Regions from separate parts of the Mus musculus genome. Here all the other regions are linked to region 1. Evidence: chromatin contacts called from public Hi-C, HiChIP or PLAC-seq, Micro-C and promoter capture Hi-C data. All regions are on one chromosome and are shown on one strand. The core of a region is the stretch at or near the end of the contact, and the rest is flanking DNA. Distances in the headings are between cores, read along the strand shown. Region 1 holds the start of Col1a2 (collagen, type I, alpha 2). Region 2 overlaps Vps50 (VPS50 EARP/GARPII complex subunit). Region 3 has its middle 50 kb from the start of Gm52885. Region 4 holds the start of Asb4 (ankyrin repeat and SOCS box-containing 4). Region 5 holds the start of Pon2 (paraoxonase 2). Region 6 holds the start of Calcr (calcitonin receptor). Region 7 overlaps Ppp1r9a (protein phosphatase 1, regulatory subunit 9A).

Region 1 (3,595 bases), core at 809-3,308:
AGAAAAATAAATACCCACTTCTTTGCTACAATTACCCTAAGACTTTAAAGACTGAGTTTCATTCCTACAGTATAATAATTACAGGATCATGTGGCATATAATTGCGGTCAGACTTGCTCCAGGATGATTCACCCCTAAAAATTGCTTGAATTTGGTGGTCACAAAGTGTGTCATTTGGAATGAGAACATCTGTTGAAGTGGTCACTGCTCAGAAGAGTGGGACACCTCCTGCATTCACATTTTAGGGCAATTGATGAGAATCACTGTTCAATTAGATAAATGGTATGTCTAGTTTATTTTCTCCATTGAAGGAAGAACAGTTTGCCTGAATTAAGAGAAGCCAGTAAGCCTTACAGGCTTTGGAAACGTGCCTTTTAATTACTCAGTTTGTGAGCCATTTTGGACAATGTGTGTTGGATAACCTTTATTGTTCTTAGTGGTTGGATGTTGAATAAAATGTATGTTGACCTTCAAATCTCTACTTCCCTAAGTCTACTATATTTTTCTGTGGGGATCCCCTCTTACTCTGGTTTCATATAAAATTAACTTGTAACATTAATTTGTACAATGCAATTACTTCTTAGTATCCTCGAGGGGTATATAAAAGTGGATGAAAGGAATATATACACATTCAAAATTAGGCTGTGGCAGACGTGGGGCGTGTAGCTGAAGGTCTGGGTGTGGCCACGCCCTCCTGAATACTCATCAAGCCAACATCTTTGTCCAGTTAAATTAGGCAGCCATTTTAAAAGATGAAACCCAAGTGGTTTTCTTCATTCTTTCTTCAGGAAATTCTAGTTAGTTATACAACCTAGAAATGGAAAATAGCCTCGAAGTTGGCACATTTAGTATATACCCCACATTTTAGAAAAAGGCCCAATTGATTCATTTGAAGTCACATGGTAAACGAGTAAGAGACTCCTGAGAAGAATCCCCAGGCTCTTGAATCTCAGGACGAAGTTGATATTTCTCACATCTGTTGTTTTCGTGTGTGATTACAGGTGGGAACTTGTTGAAGTGTAAGTGAACAGAGCTTATTTTAGTTAAAAGTTACCATTTCCATGATCAGGTAATGGATTGGGACGCTGCTTTGACTATTCAGAAGATAAAAGCTGAGGCCGAAGCAGCCCGCTTCTCAAGATACACCATCTGGGTTCTTTACATATGGCCCAGAAATGTAAATTACTCCATGGACCTGGGAAGTCTTTAATTGGAATTCCTAGCGCTTAAGGCCTGGTCCCTGTTCCTGCACTTTACCCCCTCCAGGGGGCGTATTTTTATCATTATCTTCATCAACGTCATCCAGAGCAACTCGGCCGCCCACAAGAAAATGGAGTCCTGTGAGTTTTGTATTATTCTATTACGGGGCTTTCTAAACTAGGCCTCAAGTTTCACAACGTGACCACGGGCATAATTCTGGGAATTGAAGAGTGGAGCCCTCTCAGTCGTTCATGCTGTCAGCCAGGTTTATATCTTGAGGCAACCTTCTTTGCCTCTTTGTGAGCTTCACCAACCGGGGCATCCGGGCTAACAGTCTAGTTTTAAGGGAAAAACTTCCCCCAACTCTTGGCAACAGTCAAGTCTTTCATATTTCCATTCTTTTCCCATGTATCTCGTGAACCCTAGTGTTTTCTCCGACAGATTAGAGGGCGACCTCACAAGCTGTATGTGGAATGAATGTGTGAAGTTTCCCTCTGTTGAGATAAGGGTGCCCACCTATCCAGCCTCTCTCCTTCATCTCCCCCAAACAAGCAGAAGACACTTACATTGGCATGTTGCTAGGCACGAAGTTACTGCAAGCAGCAACAGAGTCCGCGTATCCACAAAGCTGAGCATGTCTACCACTTAGACATGCAGACTCCTTGTGTTGCAGAGCCCCTGGGTCACCAGCGGAGGTATCACCTGGCGGGCGCAGGCATGCAATCGTGGACCGTTCCCTCCAACTTAGTCGAAACCTCCTGCTGCCGTGGTGCTAAAATAATAAAGCCCAGACCTGCCTTATTTATATGGGAAAAGTTTCCCCAGCCGGAGGGTGCCTCCAAAAACGTCTCCACCAATGGGAGGGCTAGGGCTAGGGGCCCGGGACTCAGTGCTGGGAGGAGACTGCGGGGGAGCAGGGGAGGGAGCCGAGGGGGGAGGGACGTGGCTACGGGGCTTCTTAAATTGGTTCCATTCTTTTTGAGGACGTGGACACTTTTGAGGCTTTCGAGGGGGAACTCTGACTCCCTGTCTGCATACCTCCGCCCTCCCCAGCCACCCGCCCTCTCTCGCCCTTGCCAAGTTTGGAAGCACTTTAGGACACCTACGTGGGCTCTTTACAGATCTCCGGGCGGCGGGGCAGGTGTTGAGGGACCTGGAGGCCGAAGATGAAAAGGCAGGAGCTGTCCAGTCCCGCTTCACTCTGTGCCCTGCGGGCCATCTGCAGGCTGGAGGGGGCTGGGGTGTGAGGGGAGGAGGGTGACAGCGTGGCGAGCTCTAGAGCTGCCCTCATGGGTTGGCTCCACCCCTGCCCCCTAATTTCCCCAGTTTGGGGGGGCCTGTGTGCCCATAATCTCCTCTCTCCTCTGTCTCTCTATCTCTCTGTCTCTCCCTCCCTCCCTCCCTCCCTCCCTCCCTCCCTCCCTCCCTCCCTCCCTTCCTCCCTCCCTTCCTCCCTCCCTCCTCCATCCTCTCTCTGACTCTCTCTGTCTGTACCCCCCTCTCTCTCGTTGATGAGGGGAGCAGGCATCAAGAGATAAACTGTGCATTATTACATTTACTTTGGTTAAGCCCCATTTCCAGCCCCATGTACAGACCCCATGAAGGATTACCAGCCAGACTCAGATGCCGAGCCTGGATCAGATAACAGATCAGTGAACACTCAGCCTTCTTGGCCTTGCTGCCTATTTATGACCCCTTCCACAGCCACTGCCAGGCACCCCTGCCTGCATCTTCACACCTCCCATCATCCCTAGGGCGTATACAACCTCTTCCTTAACATCCCAAGCTGTCCCCTCCAGAACAGATGCAATCTCTCCCCATCTTGGGAAGAGACTTTGACTCTGAAGAATTGGAGTAGGAGACTTTGGCTGTCCAGGACAGCGGCAGAGACATAGTAAATTCTCCTTCCCAAAGTTTCTTGGAGTCTTCCAAGTTACCCGGGGCCGCAGGCTCCTCTTGGCCTGCCGAGCATCCATCATGAGGCTGGAGAGACCTATTCAGACTCTCATTATGTCCCCAAAGTCACAGCAGACACAGCATCTTTAGGCCATTTTTATGTTCATGAAGAAGGAACTGGCGAACTCCTTGGGAAACCTTCCCCCTTTCGACTTCCCGGTGAGGAAGAATTTCTAAGTAGGTTAGCTCCATCAGCAGCTGCTATAAGCAAAAGGTTCTGGATATTGCTAACTGGCTTCTCTTTCTAAATTAAAAAAAATGCTAGAAATAGAAGAGAATAAACATTTCAATAAGGTTATTTCAATCCTGTGAAAAACACTGATTTGAGAGACAAGCATTTTTAAAAATTTAATTTAATTCTTACTTATTCACTTTAAATCCTCCCTCCAGATCACCTCCTCCCACAATCCCTCCCCTCCTCCCCCCTTTTCTTCTGAGC
Region 2 (3,595 bases), core at 509-3,008, 950 kb after region 1:
TGTCACTAACTCATGCACTTAAATTTGTCTTAACTAATCAGGCACCAATGCCAAAATAGAGAAACAACTAGCGGGTTATACAAATACAAGTATTTATTCATTAGTGTATCATAAATATGTCAAGTGTCCGACTACTAAGCAAAAATAGCAAGGTAACCATCATTCTGCACAGCTCTTTGACTTAGTGCCCAGCACCACAATGCACTTAACACTTGGCGGGTCAGCACTTACACTCCAGATACTCCATTAACCGCACACAGTACAGTACACTCAGTCGAGATACTCCAGTAATCGCTCACATCAGACTCTCCACTAACTGCACACAGTACACTCACAGTCAAGATACTCCACTAAAGGCCCACATTAGATTCTCCAGAAACCGCCCACATCAGATACCCAACTAAGGGCCCAGAGTACACTCACACTCTGGATACTCCACTAACTGCCCACATTTCATGGACGTTTTTTATACTACTGGTCTCACTTTATGTCTTAAGTCATCATGACATTATATAGGAAGATGCAGAGAAACAAAACTTTATTTCTATTTGAATAAAAGGCCAGTATTTCATTAGCTGTTGCTACCATGCTAAAACAAAATCTAGACTTTTTAAGAAACCAAGATTTGAAGATGAAGAGAAAACAGATGGACCTAAAAGAGGAACAGCTCTAAATATTGGGATTAACTGAGCAAGGACTACAGCTGATCAATATTCTCAACAAAGTTATAGGCTACAAAATAAACACTTAAAAAATTAGTGGCTATCATATATATATGAATTACAAAAACACTGAGAAAGAATCAAGGACAGAACGGTGAAATTTACTATCTCCATCCCCCTGAAATTTTGTAATACACATAACCAAGCAGTGAACAATACTTTGTACAATGAAAAAAGTTAAGATGATGAACAAAGGAGCTGAAAACATCCCAGATGATGGAAGGATGCTCCATGCCCACGGCTTAAGAGAATTAATATTGTGAAAATGGTCATCCTATCAAAAGTAATTGACAGGTTCAACAGAACCCTATGAAAATTCCAACGAAATTTTTCACAGAAATTGAAACAAATCTTAAATTTCATATGGAAACACAAAAGAGCCAGGAACTGGCTCTGTTGGAGGTATCATCACTACCAACTTCAAGTTATGTATTTCAAATAGTTTCAATGATAACAAAAAGGCCAGACATCATGTTAGATATATGCCTGTAGCTATACCACTCACAAGGCTGAAGCAGAAGAATTATCAATCCTAGGTCCTGCGCTGCCTGAGTAACATAGACTTTATTTGAATAAATACAATCATTTTTAAAGCCAAGAAACAAATAGACACTTGAGAACTGAAAGGAAGATTTCAGTTAAAGCCTGACTGGGAAAAGCTTTAGACATACTTCCGCACAGAAGATATACAAAGAGCTAATAAGCACACATAAAGCTAGCAGCATCTTTATTCATTAAGGAAATGCATATTGAAGCCACAACAAAATACCACTTACATCTACTAGGACAGTTACAAACAAAAAGAGAGAAAGCTAAGCAAGTGCGTGGAAAAGCTAGAAGCCCCATACAATACCACTACAAATGTAAGACAGTGGTGACTAATGGGTTAGAAAACAGTTCCACCGTTTCTCAAAATGTTAAAGTCACCACAGAACCAAATGTTAAACATTGCTACCACAGAAGGAAGCAATTTCTGTCTGCAGGCTAGTTCCCTGCGCAAATCACCACAAACTGAGTGCCTTAAAGCTCTGGCGGCAGGAAGTAAAACATGGCAGCAGTCTGCACTGTTACACACACAGACTGGTGTAGGGGAACCTAGAGAGCTGTTCTTGCTCCAACTGGCCGCAGCACTCCCTGCAGCCTCCTGGCCACAGCACTCCCTGCAGCCTCCTGGCCACAGCACTCCCTGCAGCCTCCTGGCTGCAGCACTCCCTGCCTTGCCCTTCACACTGCTTTTCCACGCAGACAAACTTGTCTTGTGTCTCAGTGAAATCTCTGCCACTGCCTTCCTCTTAACTTGTGATGGTATTTAGTGCCTCCCAGATAATAAGGTGTCTTTGCTATCATGACACATGTTGAAAAAAGGATTGGTGCTGAAGCTTGAACACTTTTTCTGTGTTTATGAAGTACAATTTGGTGGAAAAAAAACAGGCATATAATAGAGCCTGTCTCGAGTAATTTTAGTCAATACAGGTGTGCACACTGGTACTGTTGCTGAGCTGCCTGTCAAGTTAATCTTGCCTTTGAAGGAACTGCTCCCAAGTGGCTTTTGTGAACACTTTCTAAGTGACAACCATTAGAAATGTTATACTCAATAAATAAACTACAAAGGTCTAGGTTTTGGTTTAAACATTAGGGGAAAAATCCGCAACAACCACTTTTTGCTGTTTCACCTGTGATAGTCTTTGTTACATAAAATGTAGCAAGAAGAAAGGATAACTGGGAAAGCAACAGTTATGGAGGCCAGTCCCAGCCACCTCACTTTACAACTGGTCCAGTCACAGCCCTGAGAGGTTGCACAGCTGCCCACTACCTGAGAGTTGGCACACTACAGGGCAAGAACCTGAGCCTCTTCTCTCCAGTTCTGACAACACAGTATAGCCTCATCAAAGAAAAGCAGGCTCTGCACATGCGCCTAAGAAGCCCTGAAACTATGAAGAATTGTGTGGAATTTTGATGGGGATTGCATTGAATCTGTAGATTGTTTTTGGCAAGATGGCCATTTTTACTATATTAGTTCTGCCAATTCATGAGCATGGGAGATCTTTCCATCTTCTAAGGTCTTTAATTTCTTTCTTCAGAGACTTGAAGTTCTTGTCATACAGATCTTTCACTTCCTCAGTTAAGAGTTCCACCAAGATATTTTATATTATTTGTGACTATTGTGAAGGGTGTTGTTTCCCTAATTTCTTTCTCAGCCTGTTTATCCTTTGAGTAGAGGAAGGCTACTGATTTGATTTAATTTTAAATCCAGCCACTTTGCTGAAGTTGTTTATCAGGTATAGGAGTTCTCTGGTGGAATTTCTGGGGTCACTTAAGTATATGATCATATCATCTGCAAATAGTGATATTTTGACTTCTTCCTTTCCAATTTGTATTCCCTTGATCTCCTTTTGTTGTCTAATTGCTCTAGCTAGAACTCCGAGTACTATATTAAATAGATAGGGAGAGAGTGGGCAGCCTTGTCTAGTCCCTGATTTAGGTGGGATTGCTTCAAGTCTCTCTTCATTTAGTTTGATGCTGGCTACTGGTTTGCTGTATACTGCTGTTACTATGTCTAGGTGTGGGCTTGAATTCCTGATCTTTCCAAGACTTTTAACTTGAAGGGGTGCTGAATTTTTAAATGCTTTTTCAGCATCTAATGAAATGATCATGTGGTTTTTTTTTCTTTGAGTTTATTTATAGAGTGCATTTCCATATTCTGAAGCATCCCTGCATCCCTGGCATGAAGCCTACTTGATCGTGGTGAATGATCGTTTTGATGTGTTCTTGGATTCAGTTGGCAAGAATTTTATTGAATATTTTTGCATCAATGATCATAAGGGAGATTGGTCTGAAGTTCTCTTTCTTTGTTGGGTCTTTGTATGGTGTAA
Region 3 (3,595 bases), core at 645-3,144, 890 kb after region 1:
GCCTGGTAAGGTGGCGTGGCCTGCTGTGTGTGGATGGGAACTGAGAGTATAAAAGAGTGAGAGGCCCGGGTTAGAGGGAGGATTATTATTCAAGAGAGGATTATTATTGGGAGATATAAACAAGGGAGATATAAACAAGGGAGATATAGAGAAAGAAGAAACAGGACTGAATAAACGTGTGCAGAAGGATCCTGTTGCAGCGTCGTTCTTCCTGGCCATTTGGGCGCGTGCAAGAGCTCTGTGTGTATGTCTTTTATCCTCATATTCAAGGACCTCATGAGTGGACAGGTAAAGTGGCCAATCCCAGAGCTAAGCCAGGTAGAACAAAGGGGAAGCTGGGAGGGGCCAGAGCATGGTCCAGTCCTGGGCAAAGGCGGTAGCATTTTAAAACTACAGGCAATAAAGTGTTTTTCACATTCTTTGTGTGTGTATATATATATATATATATGTGTGTGTGTGTGTGTGTGTGTGTGTGCGTGCGTGTATTTTTTTTTTTAAGTTCACAGAACTCATAGTCTTGATGTGCTTCATCAGGAGAAAGTATATCAATGCAAACTTAAGGATGCATTTTGGGCATTTTCAAAAGTCAACTTGTCTCATCACTCTTCCATCTTTGGAATTTTGGCTGGTGAACAGGTGAAGATGGCCATCCTGATACACTGTTAGGGAAAAAAATTCTATCAGGATCGTGTGTGTGTGTGTGTGTGTGTGTGTGTGTGTGTATGTGGGTGGGTGGGTATGTTCCTATGTCTGTGTGCATGCCCATATATATGTGTGCACAAAGCTTTATGGAAACCTAAGAATAACTTTAGTTCTCACCTTCTTTTTATTTTTTATTTATTTTTTATTTATGTTTTGCTCTTAATAGTCCAGAATAGTCATATGCATTTATTAAAAAGGCATGCCAATCATAATTTTTAGTGCACAGGAGAGAGAGAGATAGAGGTAGAGGTAGAGGTAGAGAGAGAGAGAGAGGGAGAGAGAGAGAGAGAGAGAGAGATGATGGTGGTGCTGGTGGTGGTGGTGGTATATGCCTTCAATCTCAGAACTCAGGATACATAGACAGGCAGATCTCTAAGTTCGAGGCCAGCCTGGTCTACAGATTCCAGTACAGCCAAGGGCTACACAGAGAAATTCTACCTTGAAAACAAACCAAGTAAAATAAAATAAAATAAAATAAAATAAAATAAAAATATATATTTTAAATTAAGTAGCCAGACTTACTTCCTGCCCAAAATTCCCTACTCCGTTATTTTGAGCTCCAGGAACAGAGACAGTGTGCCTTGCTCCACTGCTGTGTAAGGATCTACCTCCTGACAACTCTCCCTATAGCGTACCAAGGTAGTAAAGCCATTGTTTTTCATAGATACCTAAATTACAGCACAGTTCTCCTTAAATCTGGAGTTCTCTTGACTTACTTGAGCAATCTGGCATATGACAGGAGAGGTTTGGGTCTCTATTGAGCCATTTGAGACACAGACACAAGGGTGTGGAGACACAAGGGTTTATGTAACTATGTAACGTGTCCAAGTTGGGAAGCCCTTTCCGCTGTGTACTCATCAACAGACTCACCCATTAATGGAGTTAGTGTCTTTGTAATTCAGTTACCTCTCAGTAAGAACATCAGACCAGAGCCAAGACTTCAACACAGCCTCTTAGGAAGGACACTTCATATCCAAGCCATAACCGAAAGATCTGGAAGGGGCTTCTTCCTCGGTAACAGTAATTTCCAGCTTTTGTCCCTAGACATTCTTCAGCTTGGAGCCACAGCTGCCACCTAGTGGTCATGGTGGAAACCACAGGCGACCAGAGAAACCGAAACCAACGCAGTGTACCTTCAAGCTTGGAGTAGCAAGATCACATTTTAGTCATACTCTGTTGCATGTAGCCTTACACATCTTCCCAGTACATCCATGTCAAGGTGGTATCACGTAGCCTCATAATGAACACAGCATCCTGATGACAATGCTAGTGTAAACAATCAAGTAACACCTCCCTTTTTGTTTTGCTTTTATTCGCTGGCTAATAGAGAACATTTCTTTTCGGGTAAGTTAAGTCAGCATACTACCGCTTCTCTGCAGAGAGTTGGGCTGTGATGGCTGCTTTCCACATCAGACAGATTAATTTGTCTGGTACAAATGGCTCCGTGGTTAAGAGCATTTAGTGCTCTTGCAAAGGAACTCAGTTCAGTTCCCAGAACTCATGTCAGTCAACTCACAACTGACTGTAATTCCAACCCCAGGGAACCTGACACTCTCCTCTCTTCTCTTCTCTTCTCTTCTCTTCTCTTCTCTTCTCTTCTCTTCTCTTCTCTTCTCTTCTCTTCTCTTCTCTTCTCTTCTCTTCCTCTCTTTCTCTCTCTCTCTCTCTCTCTCTCTCTCTCTCTCTCTCTCTCTCTCTCTCTCTTTTAATAGAACTCTCCTCCATGGACTTCCATCTATTATTTTTTAATTAGGTATTTATTTCATTTACATTTCCAATGCTATCCCAAAAGTCACCCCCCCCCACTCCCCTACCCACCCACTCCCACTTCTTGGCCCTGGCATTCCCCTGTACTGGGGCATATAAAGTTTGCAAGTCCAATGGGCCTCTCTTTCCAGTGATGGCCGACTAGGCCATCTTTTGATACATATCTTGGGTATTCTAAGTTTCTGGGCTAATATCCACTTATCAGTGAGTACATATTGTGTGAGTTCTTTTGTGATTGGGTTACCTCACTCAGGATGATGCCCTCCAGGTCCATCCATTTGCCTAGGAATTTCATAAATTCATTGTTTTTAATAGCTGAGGAGTACTCCATTGTGTAAATGTACCACATTTTCTGTATCCATTCCTCTGTTGCAGGACATCTGGGTTCTTTCCAGCTTCTGGCTATTATAAATAGGGCTGCTATGAACATAGTGGAGCATGTGTTCTTATTACCAGTTGGAACATCTTCTGGATATATGTCCAGGAGAGGTATTGCTGGATCTTCCAGTAGTACTATGTCCAATTTTCTGAGGAATCACCAGACTGATTTCCAGACTGGTTGTACCAGCTTGCAATCCCACCAGAAATGGAGGAGTGTTCCTCTTTCTCCACATCCTTGCCAGCATCTGCTGTAACCTGAATTTTTGATCTTAGCCATTCTGACTGGAGTGAAGTGGAATCTCAGTGTTGTTTTGATTTGCATTTCTCTGATGCTTAAGGATGTTGAACATTTTTTCAGGTGCTTCTCAGCCATTCATATTCCTCAGGTGAGAATTCTTTGTTTAGCTAGGAGCCCCATTTCTTAATGGGGTTATTTGGTTTTCTGGAGTCCATCTTCTTGAGTTCTTTATATATATTGGATATTAGTCCCCTACTGATTTAGGATTGGTAAAGATCCTTTCCCAATCTGTTGGTAGCCTTTTTGTCTTATTGACGATGTCTTTTGCCTTGCAGAAGCTTTGCAATTTACCCGTTTGCCGATTATTGATCTTACAGCACAAGCCATTACTGTTCTATTCAGGAATTTTTCCCCTGTACCCATATCTTCAAAGCTTTTCCCCACTTTCTCCTCTATAAGTTTCAGTGCCTCTGGTTTTATGTGGAGTTCCTTAATCCACTTAGATTT
Region 4 (3,595 bases), core at 799-3,298, 880 kb before region 1:
ATGAACACCTACATAAGACTTTTTTTTCTTTTGGAGACAGTTTAAATCTCTGCCTCTAACTGAAAGCCACACCTCATAGCCTGAATGCTAGTAAAACAATCATCGGCATAAATAAAAAGTTAGTTCCACGGGGGCCACAGGAATTAGCTTATTTTGACAAGAAGAATTTAAAACACAGTTTCTTCACATTTGGGGATTATGATACCCAAGAGATAACAGAAAAAAACAGCCTGCTCTCCAGGAGCCCAAACTTCTAAGTTCCCTGTCTCAGAACTTCCGAGCCTGTCTGCAGGGTTTACCTGCCTGAGAGATAAGAAAAGGTGGTCTTTGCTGCTCGCTATCAAATACATTAGCTACTGGCTTGAATCTGAGCCCTGTTGTATATGGCACACATAGAAGTTTCTTTAAAATAAACTTAGTATCCAGATTGAACCACGAAACAAAGTTATAAGTTCCAAGAAACCTAATTATATAGCATATAATTTGTTCTTCAACAGAATCTTTTCAACTTTGTAGAAAAAAAATAGAACTCTTAATTTTTCAGACAAAACAGCAATGACAGTTTATCATAAAACACAAATCAAAGAGCAAGCCCAGCAACTGACCTCAACTCATCTCTACTTATTTCAGAAATGACAGAGAATTAGGTAGAGAGAAATCCTACTTGTGTTTGTATCTGCAACTTGGTGACACTAACGATTTTGTATGAATAAAAAACAGATTTATATTTGAACATAAATAGGTCTCCCTTCACCCGACTCCCAAGACTTTCCCACATATTTTCTCTAGGCAGCAGTGAAGGTAAATAGAGTCTTTCTTTGCAGTATGCTCGCCAAACGGTCTAACTATTGAAGTTTTCCCATTATCTAGTTGATTTGAGAAATCAGAATGAGTGTGTTAATCTTGTTCTGATTTATTAAAGAGGAGTTCCAGGGGAGGGGGAGACTTAAAGAATTTTGTTATAATTTTTGATTTCCTATTTTTTTTTTTTTGGACAAAGCAGAGATTCTGAATTTTAATTTTTCAATTTTTTTCTCTACTATTGCAGCCAAGCAGAAAAGAAAAATAAAAGTTAACTTTGTGGTGTTTAGAGTTCAGCTTTTGTTCCTGCACTGAAACCCATTAAACCGATGCAGACCATCGAAGTGCCCCTGGCGCATCTTTCGCCATTCATTAACTCTCTAAATGGAAAAGAAGGTCCCCTTTCTCATTCACAGGGACACGGAGGTGATATATCTGTAAGTGGTTGTTAGGAAAGAATCAGCAGCCTGACCGAGAACCACACTGTCACACAGAGATCTCAGCGTCTTTAAGCAGAGCCTAGAGGCTTTTCTTTATTCTGTACCAACACAGTCACAAGGGAAGTCCCCCACACACCGTGCATGACAAATACAACCTCCCAGGGTCCCAAATTCCAGGCGCAAGAATGGCAAAGAGCAATAAATAGAAATACATAGACAAAAATCTGTATGGATCTATGAAAATCACCCCCAAATGCGCTCTGATTTTTAAAAGGGAAGGGAAGATTTTTAAAAATAAGAAATACTGTCTAAACAAACACTTAAACAATAAGAACGACTGCTTTAAAGACAAAAGCTGACCTACTGACCTAAAAATCCATTTTGTATCAATTTCACAATTACACCTCTCCAATTCTTTTACCTTGTTTGTAAGATGCCAAAATCATGTTCTCATCTTCAACTTCAAACACTGTGTCCACATCTATTTGCCTCTCGATTAAAATAGCCTTCAGTTTTCCGAAGTCATTTGTTTTTAGAGCCTCCAGGAAATCTTTCTTAACTAATTTGGCAGCTCCAGCTTTGCTGATAGGGGCAGTGATGCCGTCCATCCTCGGAGCCCTGTGGAAGCGGAGCAATGATTTATCAGGAGAGCAGCACCCAGCACACAGGCAAGGCTGGAGAGTCCACAAACTGCCGGCTAATTTTATCCCAAAGTTATGCTGACCCGTTCTATTTATATAGGGATCATTTCAAACTTCAAAATATCCTCCCAGACTCTCCCTGAGTTCTCAGGTCCTTTAAACTGGAGATACGTAAGCGGGTCCCTTCCGCTCTACGTGGAGTCGATAAGCAGGAAGGCTTCTGTGACACATTTCCGAGCATGAAATGTCACAATTATTTCTTACAAGACCAAAGTGAAAGTGTAAGATTTACAAAGCTCTTAATTCTCTTTATGTTTTCTCCTCAACAAAAAACATCTGGCGCCTGGCTGGAGCCGCAGTATCTTAGTCTGACTAACTAATAGCCCCAAATGAGAATTTGTTTCTGTTGTTGATACACGTGCTACTGAAAACCTTTAATGATTTTGTGAAATGAGCCTGTAAAATCGAGCCTAATTATGCACATCTAAAAACAAACAGAAGGTTTGTCAGTAACCTACACTTAAAAATTTTTCAATATTATGAGAAAAGCAGGGCGGGGTAGTGAGATGATGGGGGGGGGTCATTTTAGGGGAAAAAAAGAACCTGAAGAAACAAGAAAATCAATGCAACAAGTGAGTGGACTTTATTGAACCCTGCATTTTATTTCTCAAGTCAGTTAAAAAAAAAAGCCATGTTTGAACAAATTACAAAAACAAATACAAGCTGGATCTTACTTTCTACTATGAGCTTATTGATTTGAAAATGTGAGTCAGGTATTTGGGTTCTGTAAAAGAATCCTGTTTGTCCTCAATTAAAGCAATGCCTAATCAATTAGCACACTGTCTCACACATCCTCTGTCTGTTTACATAGTGCTTGTGTGTGTGTGTGTGTGTGTGTGTGTGTGTGTGTGTGTGTGTGTGTGTTTGCTAGGGATCAAACCCAGGGACTCACACAGCTTGTGTTTTATTACTGAGCTAACTCCATCCAAGGTCTTTAACACTTTTGTTTTAAAACAGTTCAGACATGTAAATAGGACAGAGAGCAAGGGACAAGAGGCACAGAGACAGAGAGAACACAGGGAACAAATGTGGCCCAAAGTTAAGCAGCTGGTTACTGTCATGGGCAATATGCAGTTACCTGCTAGTTTTTATTATTAAAATTTCTCCCTGTTAGTTTTTCAACAGAAAAAGTTAGAGACAAAACTGAAGACTTAATTTTACTTATTAGTGTCTTTAATGTCAGAAAATTATCAAGTGCTAACTAGTATACAAATTAGCTGCAATTTACATATCATGGATAGGTTCAGAAAAATGATATAAAAAAATCCCTGCAGTACTTGCAGTGTGAATTTTTTAAATTTTTCAATAACAAATATGTCTATAAACGCAACTGCGAATCAGCATACCCTTTCACTTGATGTACTGATGTGGAACGTAAATATACAAAACTGGCCAGTCCTGAGCACAGAACTTACCAAATCATAACAATTTTCACATTCAACACCCAGACCCAACAGAGTAGTTGTAAGCCCACCAGAACCCCCTCACACACTCTTAGACGGGAGAGTCAATCTGCCAACACCCACTACCATGACTTCCAACACTGAGGGTCAGTTCTACATACTTTTTAAAAGAACTTTTATTTGAAATTTTAATAGTTTACTCATTTAAATTTTAGATACATACTTCAAAATGATGGCTCCAGCAAGGGTG
Region 5 (3,595 bases), core at 468-2,967, 790 kb before region 1:
TGATCCCTTTGGCAATCCTACCCACCTAACTGTGTGCCCTGACAAACAGTATTTTGCGAAGTTATCTGTGATGGAAAGTGCATAAAAAGTACATCTTCTGGGACTTTGAAAGAGCAATTGTTCAGCTGTCTATCAGACAGTGGATACATCCCAGAGTCCCTTAGGGCTGGTCACAGATGTGTGGAACAGGAAGATCTCTTTCTTTTCCCTTTGGTGAGGGGCCAGGTACAAACCGGCATCTGCTTTTCCTTAATGGTTGGTTACAAAACAGAAACCTGGCCTGATGTGCCAGCATCTGCTGGTAATCCTCACGAGGGCAAGGCAAGAGAGCCTCAAATCTGAGGTCACCTCGAGCTGCAATAACAAAACACTGTCAGAAAAGGATGGTCCCCGGGAACTGACTGTGTAGCTTCTGCAAACATTGCAGGTGGGAATTAAGCACTGGGAACAATTAGGAACTGATTTCAAGTTATACCCAGTAGCTGTCGCAATCTCAACGAGTGCCCTCCCTCTTTATATTTTTATAAGTGTATATCAATAAGTATTAAAATGAAAAGGGAGAAAGAAGAGAAAATTGATTAGTACTCCAGTGAGTCCCGAGTTTGTGGTGTTTTAGTCTAAAATCTTTTTTTTTTTTTTTGGTTTTTTTTTTTTCGAGACAGGGTTTCTTTGTGTAGCCCTGGCTGTTCTGGAACTCACTCTGTAGACCAAGCTGGCCTCAAACTCAGAAATCCACCCGCCTCTGCCTCCCAAGTGCAGGGATTAAAGGTGTGCGTCACCACACCTGGCTATAAATCTTAATATAAAAGGATGTAATTCCAACTCTAACTTCTTATATAAGACCTGTCCAGAACCACTTTTTTCCCATCTAAAAGAAGAAAAAAAAGGAAAGGAATATTTAAAATGTCTGAACGAGAGAGATGTCTCAGCACTAAGAACACTGGCTGTATTTCCTGGTGTAGTGGGCACCCTTTTCTGACCTATGTGGATACCAGGCATGAATGTGGTGCATATACTTACATGCAAGCAAAACAACCATGCATATGAAATAAAGAACTAAGGCAAAACATATTACTCTAGGCAGGGCCTTGAGTGGCCCAAGAACTTGGCATATGGAGGTAGACAGATCAGAAGTTCCCTACCAGCCTGGACCACATGAGACCTTATGTTCAAAACAATAAGAACATTTAAAAGTACAATTTTAATAGATTTCATATATATATATAATATACTTTCTGTGTTGTTTAATAATTACTATCTAAATATATTTTATATTTAAATATAGAAATGTTATACACACGTATGTGTAATAACAAAACTAGTGTATGACTGTAGATATGGCTCAGTACTAGCCTAATATGAACAAAGTCCTGAGTTTGTTTCCTAGCTTCTCAAAGCCAAAATTATACACAACAGAGGGGGAAAGTATCCTCAAACACCAGGCCAAAACAGCAAAAAGCAAGCCCAAACTTAACTAAATTAAGGGAACTCCGCAGAGGCCACCCTAAAGTTTTCAGGGAGCTGAGCAGGTGCAGCTGCGCGAGGATCGGAGGCTTGGCGGGGTGTTTGTGAAAGGAATCAAGTTCAGTTGGGTTCCCACGCGGGCATGTGCGGATGTGCTCCGAGGACGAGGCGCCGGGCGGAGCCTGGGCTGCAGAGCCGGCGCTCGGGGCGGGGATCGGGCGCGGCTCCGCGCTCGGGGCGGGGAGCTGGCCCAGCGTCCGGAGCTGCTCGGTCAGGCCCGAGCCAGACGGCGGGCCGGTCCCGCACCATGGGCCGGATGGTGGCTCTGAGTTTGCTGGGCATCGGGCTGGCGCTGCTGGGCGAGCGGTTCCTAGCGCTCAGGTAGGTGCTGCCGAGGGTCCCGGGTCGGGAGTCCCTAGGCTGGGACCGCCGAGCTGATTGGGGCGCTCGCGCGGCGGGTGGGAGGGGGTGAGAGGGGGGGAGGTAACTGGAGAGAGAGCTTGTTTAGTTCGGGGGGGGGGGGGGACCGGATGGAAGGAAGAACTTCGGATAGCTACCGGTGCTCCGTTTAACCGACCCAGTCCACTTCCACCAAGACCTAGACACTTTGGGAAAAAGTTTTCCAGCGCTTGCTGGTGCCGAGGTTCCTCTGCCTAGGCTGACAAGAGAGAGCTTTGCAAATTCCCCAAGGGCAAACCCAGTGCTTTAATTTGAAAACAAAACCATTACTCATGCGTGGACGCTCTAATTATACAGCTTCATTTTAGGTCACTGGTGCTGTTCTGCTCAGCCGGAACCCATCCCTCCCCAGCATTAATAGTTGGTGAAACTTCAGGGTTTCCGTCTTGGCGCTGGAGATCAAAGACGCTTGAGAGAGACAGCTACTGTTCTTACATCATTTCCTTATTTATTGACCAGAGTCCCAGAAGCAGAGCGAGCGATTGTTTGTTCTGGGTAGACATCATACTTTCAAGTTACCAATTCAAACTTTATAAACTTCTTGCAAAAGTGTTCCGGAACAGTAGTACTCAGCTCCTTATAGGGTTAAAGAGAAAAGACAGTCTTCTGTAGGCGTTCTGGGAGGCAACGTAGACTCAGATGAGGAAGGCGGGCAAGTCTGAAGGGTGTGCTTCACACTGGGCCTCTCTCTAATAGGCAAAAGGGAAGCGCCGGCACTCATTGGTTGTTTAGCAGCAAACTGCTATGAGTCTTGCATTGTACAAATAAGCCCGAAGGGCACAGCAACGGGGCCTGGATATTGGGATCTCCCGGAGTCTTGACGTCCAAGTAGCACCATGTGAAACATTCTAATTCAGTTGGTTCTGATAGGGCATCGGCCTTGGGTTTTGGGTGCTTTTCTAAATTTTAAATGAATTCTTGGTTTTGAGACGAAGTCTCACTGTGTATCCTCTGTTTTGAAGCTCAGTCTGGTCTCAAAACTCAGGATTCTTTGGTCTCCTGACTTCTGCTATTATAGGCACACGCCAGCATGACAGTCAGATTTCCTTCTCTTCTCTTCTCTTCTCTTCTCTTCTCTTCTCTTCTCTTCTCTTCTCTTCTCTTCTCTCCTCTCCTCTCCTCTCCTCTCCTCTCCTCCCCTCTCCTCCCCTCTCCTCTTCTTTCTTCCTTTTATCTTTTTTTTTTTTATTTTTAACGTTTATATCTTTGCTAATAATGTGCAGTGTAGCTCAGGGACAGAGCACTTGCCCAGAATGCACGAAGCTTGGGATTCTAGCCCCAGCACCACACTACAAAATCACAACACGAAGCACACCCCTCTCTTAGCAATCCTCTTGTACAGTATGCATTAAGCATTGAGAGATGCTGGACTAGGCATGGGGAAAGCACTTTGGGAATGATAAAGGAGACCCAGACTGCATCCCCAAGAATGAGAGTCAAATCAAAGTATAGCACATCTTGCAAGGCAATTCCAGTGTCCCATAGCTGCAGCTTCACTTAGAAGAAGGCCCTGTGAGAAGTGGACATGGTGGGAGCACTGCAACAGGGAGAAAGTCAGCCTTATGCCTGTGCCAGGGAATGGCAATGTGGCTTCATTGTCATGGCACGGAAATGCTTCTGCTCCTGTAGACTCTCCACACATTGGATGGGTCGGGCTAGCCTTTGTTTTTAA
Region 6 (3,595 bases), core at 797-3,296, 740 kb after region 1:
ATTCCCCGACTCACTGATATTTCAGTGCTTTGGAGCTACAAAAGAATAATTCTGGATATTTGGCCCCCCAGCAGTTGCTATAGTATATAGTAGATAAATTAACAATTTTAATAATTCTGTGCCGTTTGTACCCATGAAGGCAATTAAGGTTACCAAAAGAATTTTTAAAAAGAAGGTTTGATCAGCTGCCGGCTGGCTAGCAGCAGCTGGAAAATCAGAGAGCTACTGAACCCAGGACAGATGTTAAAGCACACAGCCAGGATTTACATCTAAATCGTGAATTTAGAGGATCTCTTTTGATTTTTTATTAGCCCAAATTAATTGTACAAATAGGAAGGTTCACATACAGGTTTTGTGCATGTTGCTCTGCATTTTTCTTTGCTAACATCCCTCTCACCCGAATGTCTGGCCCCTTGTCACATTTCACACGGCCAACTATTACTGCCACTTCAATCCAGAAAATGAAGGGGCTAAAGGCTCTTCCCCTGCAGTGGAGTAGTGCTTTAGGTTTGATTGTATGAGTCTCACTCGGCCCTCTTGGTCACCCGGTTGAAGGTGAGAGGGAAAGGCAGAGAGCAAATGGAGTAGGGGGCCTATTAAGACCTATTAAGACCTATTAAGACCCCCATGGAAATCGTACAGCTGACTTGTCTTCCACTGGGGCAATAAAAGCCCCAAACTAAACAGATTAGGGGCCCCTATAGTCTCTCTGCATGGAAGAGTCGAGTAGGGGTTCAAATTAGGACAGAAGCACATACACCTTTGCCTGAAGTCACTGACTTCAGGGGCAAGGGATCCAAGGATGGATGAACAAGGAGAACTGCAGCCCCTTTCACAAGACACCTGAATCTGTCACCCAGAACTACCCAAACTCAACCTCTGAGTGCCTAGGAAAGTATTTTGTCTTGCTCTCTGACGCTTCCCCATTCTATTATTACTACTTTTTTTTTCTGGTGTGTTAGTCACCTCGAGGGCTACAGCCACTTTGCATTCCCGGGATACACAGGTAACTGCTTTTCCTGGCTTTTGCTTGAACAGTCAGGAAAAGAAGTGCCCGCTGATGCCTGGCTGCACCCAGCTCCGGATAGGAGGTGGAGGATAGCCCGTCCTTGGAAGCAACTTGCTTTCCTCCCAGGGTGCGCCTGCCAGCCCAGACTGCGCCCGCCTGGAATCAGATTGTCCCGGGCTCCTGCTGGCTTTCAGTGGAGAAGGGGAATTGTCCTCAACACCAAGTCAGGTAGGTACCTCAGACTACTCTTTTCTAGCTGTGCTCACTTCGGTCATTCACCCTAAGATAATAAACCAGCAACAACCTCTTTTGTGGAGGGCAATGTCCCCCCAAATCCAACCTGCACCTTAGGTTGCACCTGCCCAAATCCAAAGGGGTCCAGGGCTTGCTGGACCCTCTGGTTTTTCTTACCCTCTGCCTCCGGGGTCCTTACTCAGCACTCCAGGTCTTGGTCAGCTGTTTTCTCACGCTCCCACCCTAATTTTACTGCCGCGCCCCACTACAGATTCCACTCTCCATCGGGTCCCTGGTGCGGTCACCTGAGTGACCACGTTTGGAGCCAGGGACCACTCTCTTTGGGGTAGGGTTCTTTGGGAAACTCACCTCCCTACGGAATTTTCATCCTCCAGGGAAGGGGTTGGACTCTCAGAAAGCTGCCTCCAGGGACGGGTTACGATCACTGAGCCCAATCTGTCGACCACCCAACTCCCTCCCTACTCAAGGTCTAACTGGGGACCCTCTCCCGCTTCCTGGAGCTCCGAGCGCTGGGGTGTGGGGACTCTTGGGGTGTGGAGCAGCGGCAGCGAGTGCAGACCCTCTCCCGCTGGGGCTTGGGGTCCGGAGGAGCACGGAGCGGCTGCTAGCCCCTCCCTCCGAGGGCTGAAGGGGCTGACGCGCAGGGAGGGTCCGGGCGGGGCCGGCTCTGAGATCGTCCGCTCCCCCCACCACCCCCCTTGGCCGCAGCGCGTAGGGAGGAGGGAGCGGGTGACGCGCGCACCGAAAAGGACTTAAGTCGGAGAAGTTTGCGCACAGCTTCATCTCGGAGCGAGCAGCGGCAGGCACTGCTAAGGTGAGGCTCCCGCGCTTTGGGGAGCAGAGCAACCGGGAAAAGGACCTTGCCTGGAGCCTATTTTGCTTTGCAGTCTTGGGCTTTAAACCTACCCCATAAAGGAGGCTTAAAGGTCTGGAAATTGGAAGGTGGACAAGAAGGAGTGCTTAGGACTAATTCAGTTTGCTCTCACTTTAAACTAGGAGAGCCAGCCGCCCAAGACTCTGGGCGGACTGCACCTGGCTGGCTTGCAGACAACTCTTGGTTGGAGAGGTGCTTACTTCTGCGCCTCACCCTGCCGTTGGCATCCCCTGCCTGCAGATGCCCAGTGAAGTCTGCGTTCCTGAGAACACCTGAGCTGTGCCCAGACATCCAGCAAGAGAATTCCTGGTAAGAAGAAGGGGTTTTTTCCCCCTTTCTTTTTTCTTTTTTGGAGGGAATGATTGGAATTAAAGATGTGGAGTGTCCCAGGAAAGATGATAGTGAGAATGATACTTTGTGGATTTTTTTTTATATTGCAAAATTGTAGTTTGACTGGTTGATACATTGTGGATTTTTTTAATTGCAAAATTGTGACTTGACTGGTTGATACTTTGTGAATTTTTTATTGCAAAATTGTAGTTTGACTGGCTGATACTTTGTGGATTTTTTTTATTGCAAAATTGTAGTTTGACTGGTTGATACATTGTGGGTTTTTTTAATTGCAAAATTGTAATTTGACTGGTTGATACTTTGTGAATTTTTTATTGCAAAATTGTAGTTTGACTGGCTGATACTTTGTGGATTTTTTTTATTGCAAAATTGTAGTTTGACTGTGATGTTTAGAGGTGTTCTTGTAGGGTCGGCTTAGTCTCGGTTGCTTCATTTTACCATGGCTTAAGAAAAAAAAGTGTCATTGGAAGATGTGATAGTTTATACCTTTGTGTTGTGGAGCTCTCTGGTTCTGTGGGTGTTTTATGATATTACTCATATGAATTTTCTCTCAAAAGTTTTAGCCTCCTGTACTGCTGAGTATAGCAATTTCTAGGCTTAAGGTCGTGGCTTTTCCTAATAGATGTTTAATAGGTATCAATTAAAGAATGTGGGCATCTAGGCAGCGTTGTGCTGGGTCTTGGAATACAGTGGTGAATGCTGTTGCTTGTTTGGTCATGTTCTACACAGAATTTCCAACAATCATTTATGCATAGCAACCATTCTTCACACCTATTAAGAAAAATCTGTTGTTTACATAGTTTCCTAATAAGCCTCCTTTGTTTTACTGCTCTTTCTAAGACAGGGTGGATAAAGTAAATTAGGGGTCAATTAATTAATTAATTAAGAGGTCAAGAGGTCACTTACCTTGAGGTCTAAAATGGTGCAAAGTCAAAAATCAAAAAAGTGCACTTAGAATGGCCGCCTATTCTGCAAGCTTTGCCTCTGGAATCTACCTAAGAGTTCTTGATGATACCTTTAATCTAATAGTATGTTAATCTATGACCTATTGTAAATCTATATACTTCATCTATAATATATTGTAAATCAGAAAAAGGAAACATGAT
Region 7 (3,595 bases), core at 761-3,260, 600 kb before region 1:
TAAATTGCCCTGACAACCACGTTCTCTTCACCTTGCTACTCTGTCTACCCTTTCTACGTACAAAGCTATCAAGGTTCAAATGACATCCCCATTCTATAGAGCATTGAACAAATGGAGATACACATTCACACAAATGTACACATTTCTATGTCACAAGAATAGTTTTGTGAAAAGTATTTTACTAAATACATGTGGACAAGAGGTTACAAAGTAAAGATTAGTCCCAAACACTGAAGTGAAGAAATCTATATAACATTGATAATAATCACATGTTTTCAAGTGTTATCATATACCAACCTAAAAGGAAAATATAAAATAGTAATTTGTAGACTTTTCTAAATTAATTCTTCATAAATAAATGCCTAAGCCTGTCTATGGGAGCATTTATAAACACAGGGGCTCTTTTCCCTATTTGTAACCAACAGTTTATAAGATCTGCTTTTTAAAGTCAAAAAACAGTTTTCAGATAAAAAGGGCTTGGTTTTTTACAGCATCTTTAATGAATGCTTTATAGCAGTTGTTTAGGTACCAGCCCTGCTAGCTTTAAACTTAAAATTCACGGTGCGCCGCGGACACCATGAATGATGCTGAAATAAGCTTTGACTAGAGAGCTCCAGAGCGTATTAGTCAGGAATGCCACTTAACCAAAGTAGCCAGCTAACTCATCTCCACTTAACCAGCTAACTCATCTCCATTTAACCAGCTAACTCATCTCCATTTAACCAGCTAACTCATCTCCATTTAAAACACATGGAAAACCCAAAGCATGTATTCACTGTGAATCAGAAAACAGATCACTCGACGTAGGCAATAATTATTTTGTAATTTTAAAAAGACTATGGAAACAATACAGCATCGTTTGAAAGCAACTGAAGATATTTTTAAGTCTCTGAAAACATACATTTGATAGAAATGAACAACAATAGCTAGAACTGTATCTTGTACAAGAATTTTACAGTTTCCTTTGATGTCTCACTATTTCATAGAGATTAAAAATATTTTCTTTTATTAATATTTTTCTCTTCAACAAATTTAAATAATGTGAAGTGAGTATATCTCAAGATTTCCAGTAGCAGCTGAATCTAAATTAATTACACAATGCATAGAATGAGCTTATAACTTTACTTCTTAGACATGGGAAGTTTTTCCTAAAAAGAAATTAATGTTCCACATTAAAACAATACATTGCTTCCAGTAAATTAGCTGAAATTATTATAAGGTAAATGACAGAAAGGAGATTTGCTATACCAGCTTATATTTTAGAAATTAATACACAGATGCTTGAGCCATTAAAAATATTATTTTTAATGAAATTTCAGAGAGACTAAACAGTTTAAATCTACTTAAAACACCAAGTGCCCTGTGGCCTTCTCTGGTTATGTGCGGTTATGCTCAGTCTCAAGACAGGTCCATCGATGTACTTAATGTTGGAAATGACCATCTCATGGAAATATGCTCTCAAGTGCACGGGAGCAAATCCATTACTCCCAGAGTATCTGAAGTTTAAAGAGTACAATTCAAACACCACGGAGCGGTGCTTACCTTGGTCTTCAATTTTTGAATCTCTGCTTCTGTAACTGCATGTTTGATTTGCAACTGAAAATTGAAAAGAAAAACATCTCAACTAAGAGTGTTTCTATATTTTTAAAGACTCAGCAGCGAGAAGAATATCTTATGACACAATTAAAAAAATGCTCAGGACCCTGCTGCATTGCAGCAGGTTGTAATTACAAATGTCTAGCATGTAAAATGACTCAGTGGGTGCAAACTAATTAAACATAGGGTTTATGACTCACGGTCCCTAATATCCGATTAAGTTACCAGTTTAATTGCTAAGGGGCCAAAGAAAAGAAAACTCATTTCTTGGCCTCTGCTGCTCTGCCTTTACGATCTGAGCGTCCAGGAGCTGTTTCCTTCCTGAGGCTCGCCCACAGAATGGCTTGAGCCAGCCAGTCAACAGGCCTCGCACAGTGTGAAGAGTCATTCCCACATCGTGCAGAAAGGTGGCGCTGTGGCTCTGTGAGTCGCTCTCACATTCCGCAGAGCAGCTCTGCAGCAGAGGAAGGAGTGGGACGCAGTGGCACAGAAATCTCCGGTTTGTTTTCCGTTTGTGTTCCTTTTTAACCGCAGGAAAGGTACAGATTCAAAATTCTGCCTTCCAAAAGATCTACCTGTATAAAGACTCCAAGCCCCAAAGCATTTTCTTTACAACACAATAGTGGTCTTTGCCATTTGTTTGCTTTACTCCCCCGCCCCCACTCCCTCCCCGACCACGACTGTTTTCCTTCTAGGGGTCATTCATTTCTTTAAGGGCTAAACACCCTTGAATTTAGGGAAAACAGTTTACAGGTTCACAATTTGTTCTCTGGATGTTTTTGATGGGAAGGATGTTTTTGAAATTCCCAATTCTCCCGGTTTTATAGGTCCAAACAGCCCAGTGGAGGGTCTGGGGAGGGAGACACTTTGCAGCCAAGCCCATGAACATTTTCTGCTCTGCAGCTGAGCACAGCCACTAAGTGATGCAGGTGGCACTGTTTCTTTTGGTTATGCTGAATCCTAAATTGGTTTGCCACAAAGTTACTGAAGACCACATCCCACCATCTCACCCCCCCCCCTTTTTTTTTTGTCCAAAGTACTTCGGAGTTAGGACTGTACCGAATCTGGGTTTCTTGGTTTTATGCCACAATCTTAGTGGTCCGTCTCACTCAGATGCCATTAGCAGATACCCAAAGTGTGAGTGTGCCAGGCAAGGAAACTACACCAAGCTTTCTCAGTGAAAAATACTGGCAGAGGTCTTTTGTGCTCACCAGAAATCCTGATCCCTTAGTGAGTACAGCGATGTGGGGAAACTGAGGCTCAGAGCAAATGATCAACCTAACTGTACAAAAAAAACCAACACTAGAACTGGATTAGATCTTGGATATCTAGGTTCTGATCTTGTGCCATTTCTCTAAAAAATTAAAGATGAACTTTATAAGCATCTACTGAGGGGCTCTAGGCAAGATGCTGTAAAGATAACACCCCCCCACACACCTCTCTCAAATAAACAGCCATGATAACCTGCCACTCAAGAATAAAGCCACAAAAGAATATTCTTTAATATACAACATGGAAATGTATATACAACCACAAGGAATTATTTTCCAGAGGTATTATATTCTTAGAGAATAAAGCAAATTCATATGCCTGGATGATTTTTTTCCCATCCATTACTAACAAAAATATCTACTCTGTTGTTTAAACTAATCTGAGTGTGGGCTCTGTTTATAGCTTTCAGTAAGAACGCGCGCGCGCACACACACACACACACACACACACACACACACACGCACACGCACACGCACACGACTAACTGTAACTGAATCAAAATGTCTACGTGTGACTACCAGAAAGGGGCAGGCAGAAGCCTCGTCAGCATCACCTGCAGCACTCCACTTAGCCTGTGCAGGCGTGGAAAATATTTTGGAAGTGAAAAATATTATCTTTGCAGGGGAGTTTTAAGAGTGCTCTAGAACCAGACATTTTCTATCAGATAAGAGCAACATTATCGGCTCTCGTGGCACCAGGGCAGCCTGCCTGGAATTCACACACAACT

The links. Promoter capture Hi-C pulls out the DNA fragments that hold promoters and counts their contacts. A called contact is a pair of places that touch in the nucleus more often than the background predicts. HiChIP or PLAC-seq counts read pairs in DNA pulled down with a chosen protein or histone mark.
Region 2: an H3K27ac HiChIP or PLAC-seq map of epiblast stem cells shows a contact between it and region 1, with 13 times the contacts expected there. The contact joins the enhancer-like site here to the promoter of Col1a2 in region 1. A contact is called at or near these places in 9 of 39 promoter capture datasets (3T3-L1-derived adipocytes, the HPC-7 cell line, cranial neural crest and 5 more) and 3 of 115 datasets of contacts at active chromatin or transcription factors (embryonic stem cells and epiblast stem cells).
Region 3: a contact with region 1 is called in a promoter capture Hi-C map of the HPC-7 cell line, with 6 times the contacts expected there. The contact joins the enhancer-like site here to the promoter of Col1a2 in region 1. A contact is called at or near these places in 14 of 39 promoter capture datasets (the 3T3-L1 cell line, 3T3-L1-derived adipocytes, the C10 cell line and 10 more) and 1 of 9 other capture datasets (embryonic stem cells).
Region 4: an H3K4me3 HiChIP or PLAC-seq map of fetal liver shows a contact between it and region 1, with 9 times the contacts expected there. The contact joins the promoter of Asb4 here to the promoter of Col1a2 in region 1. A contact is called at or near these places in 12 of 39 promoter capture datasets (the C10 cell line, the HPC-7 cell line, cranial neural crest and 7 more), 10 of 115 datasets of contacts at active chromatin or transcription factors (the NIH/3T3 cell line, craniofacial prominence, differentiating embryonic stem cells and 7 more) and 2 of 9 other capture datasets (adipose tissue and embryonic stem cells).
Region 5: a contact with region 1 is called in a Hi-C map of uterus, with 4 times the contacts expected there. The contact joins the promoter of Pon2 here to the promoter of Col1a2 in region 1. A contact is called at or near these places in 6 of 39 promoter capture datasets (the 3T3-L1 cell line, cranial neural crest, frontonasal cranial neural crest and 3 more), 1 of 484 Hi-C or Micro-C datasets (uterus), 2 of 115 datasets of contacts at active chromatin or transcription factors (astrocytes and bone marrow-derived macrophages) and 1 of 9 other capture datasets (adipose tissue).
Region 6: a contact with region 1 is called in a Micro-C map of embryonic stem cells, with 2.5 times the contacts expected there. The contact joins the promoter of Calcr here to the promoter of Col1a2 in region 1. A contact is called at or near these places in 10 of 39 promoter capture datasets (cranial neural crest, embryonic stem cells, frontonasal cranial neural crest and 5 more), 1 of 15 datasets of contacts at CTCF or cohesin (stem cell-derived epiblast-like cells), 2 of 484 Hi-C or Micro-C datasets (both in embryonic stem cells) and 1 of 9 other capture datasets (adipose tissue).
Region 7: a contact with region 1 is called in an H3K4me3 HiChIP or PLAC-seq map of craniofacial prominence, with 6 times the contacts expected there. The contact joins the enhancer-like site here to the promoter of Col1a2 in region 1. A contact is called at or near these places in 12 of 39 promoter capture datasets (the 3T3-L1 cell line, 3T3-L1-derived adipocytes, the C10 cell line and 7 more) and 6 of 115 datasets of contacts at active chromatin or transcription factors (cardiomyocytes, craniofacial prominence, embryonic limb bud and 1 more).

The regions. Positions count from the first base shown.
Region 1 is chr6:4,504,081-4,507,675 of GRCm38.p6, reverse strand. It overlaps Col1a2 (collagen, type I, alpha 2), which reads right to left and starts at 2,058. Exons shown (of 52, transcript NM_007743.3): 1 at 1,767-2,058. The coding sequence starts at 1,836.
Region 2 is chr6:3,558,419-3,562,013 of GRCm38.p6, reverse strand. All of the region lies in intron 16 of Vps50 (VPS50 EARP/GARPII complex subunit), which reads right to left. Among named protein-coding and RNA genes, the nearest start is that of Gm52885, 10 kb to the left of the region's middle. Within about 2 kb of position 1,758, at least 23 of the 459 cell types and tissues checked have an H3K27ac peak or open chromatin away from gene starts, as enhancers often do. A contact at or near this core is called in embryonic stem cells, epiblast stem cells, second pharyngeal arch cranial neural crest and 1 more, where this site is marked.
Region 3 is chr6:3,618,915-3,622,509 of GRCm38.p6, reverse strand. No RefSeq gene overlaps it. Among named protein-coding and RNA genes, the nearest start is that of Gm52885, 50 kb to the right of the region's middle. Within about 2 kb of position 1,894, at least 24 of the 459 cell types and tissues checked have an H3K27ac peak or open chromatin away from gene starts, as enhancers often do. A contact at or near this core is called in the HPC-7 cell line, where this site is marked.
Region 4 is chr6:5,388,863-5,392,457 of GRCm38.p6, reverse strand. Asb4 (ankyrin repeat and SOCS box-containing 4) reads right to left here and starts at 2,048. Exons shown (of 5, transcript NM_001355662.1): 1 at 1,663-2,048. The coding sequence starts at 1,849.
Region 5 is chr6:5,296,462-5,300,056 of GRCm38.p6, reverse strand. It overlaps Pon2 (paraoxonase 2), which reads left to right and starts at 1,717. Exons shown (of 9, transcript NM_183308.3): 1 at 1,717-1,845. The coding sequence starts at 1,772.
Region 6 is chr6:3,762,074-3,765,668 of GRCm38.p6, reverse strand. Calcr (calcitonin receptor) reads left to right here and starts at 2,046. Exons shown (of 16, transcript NM_001377018.1): 1 at 2,046-2,078; 2 at 2,261-2,447. Gm33576 (a long non-coding RNA gene) reads right to left here and starts at 1,870. Exons shown (of 4, transcript XR_377297.1): 1 at 1,613-1,870.
Region 7 is chr6:5,109,001-5,112,595 of GRCm38.p6, reverse strand. It overlaps Ppp1r9a (protein phosphatase 1, regulatory subunit 9A), which reads right to left. Exons shown (of 16, transcript NM_001363809.1): 8 at 1,543-1,596. Among named protein-coding and RNA genes, the nearest start is that of Gm46949, 43 kb to the left of the region's middle. Within about 2 kb of position 2,010, at least 212 of the 459 cell types and tissues checked have an H3K27ac peak or open chromatin away from gene starts, as enhancers often do. A contact at or near this core is called in craniofacial prominence, embryonic limb bud and embryonic stem cells, where this site is marked.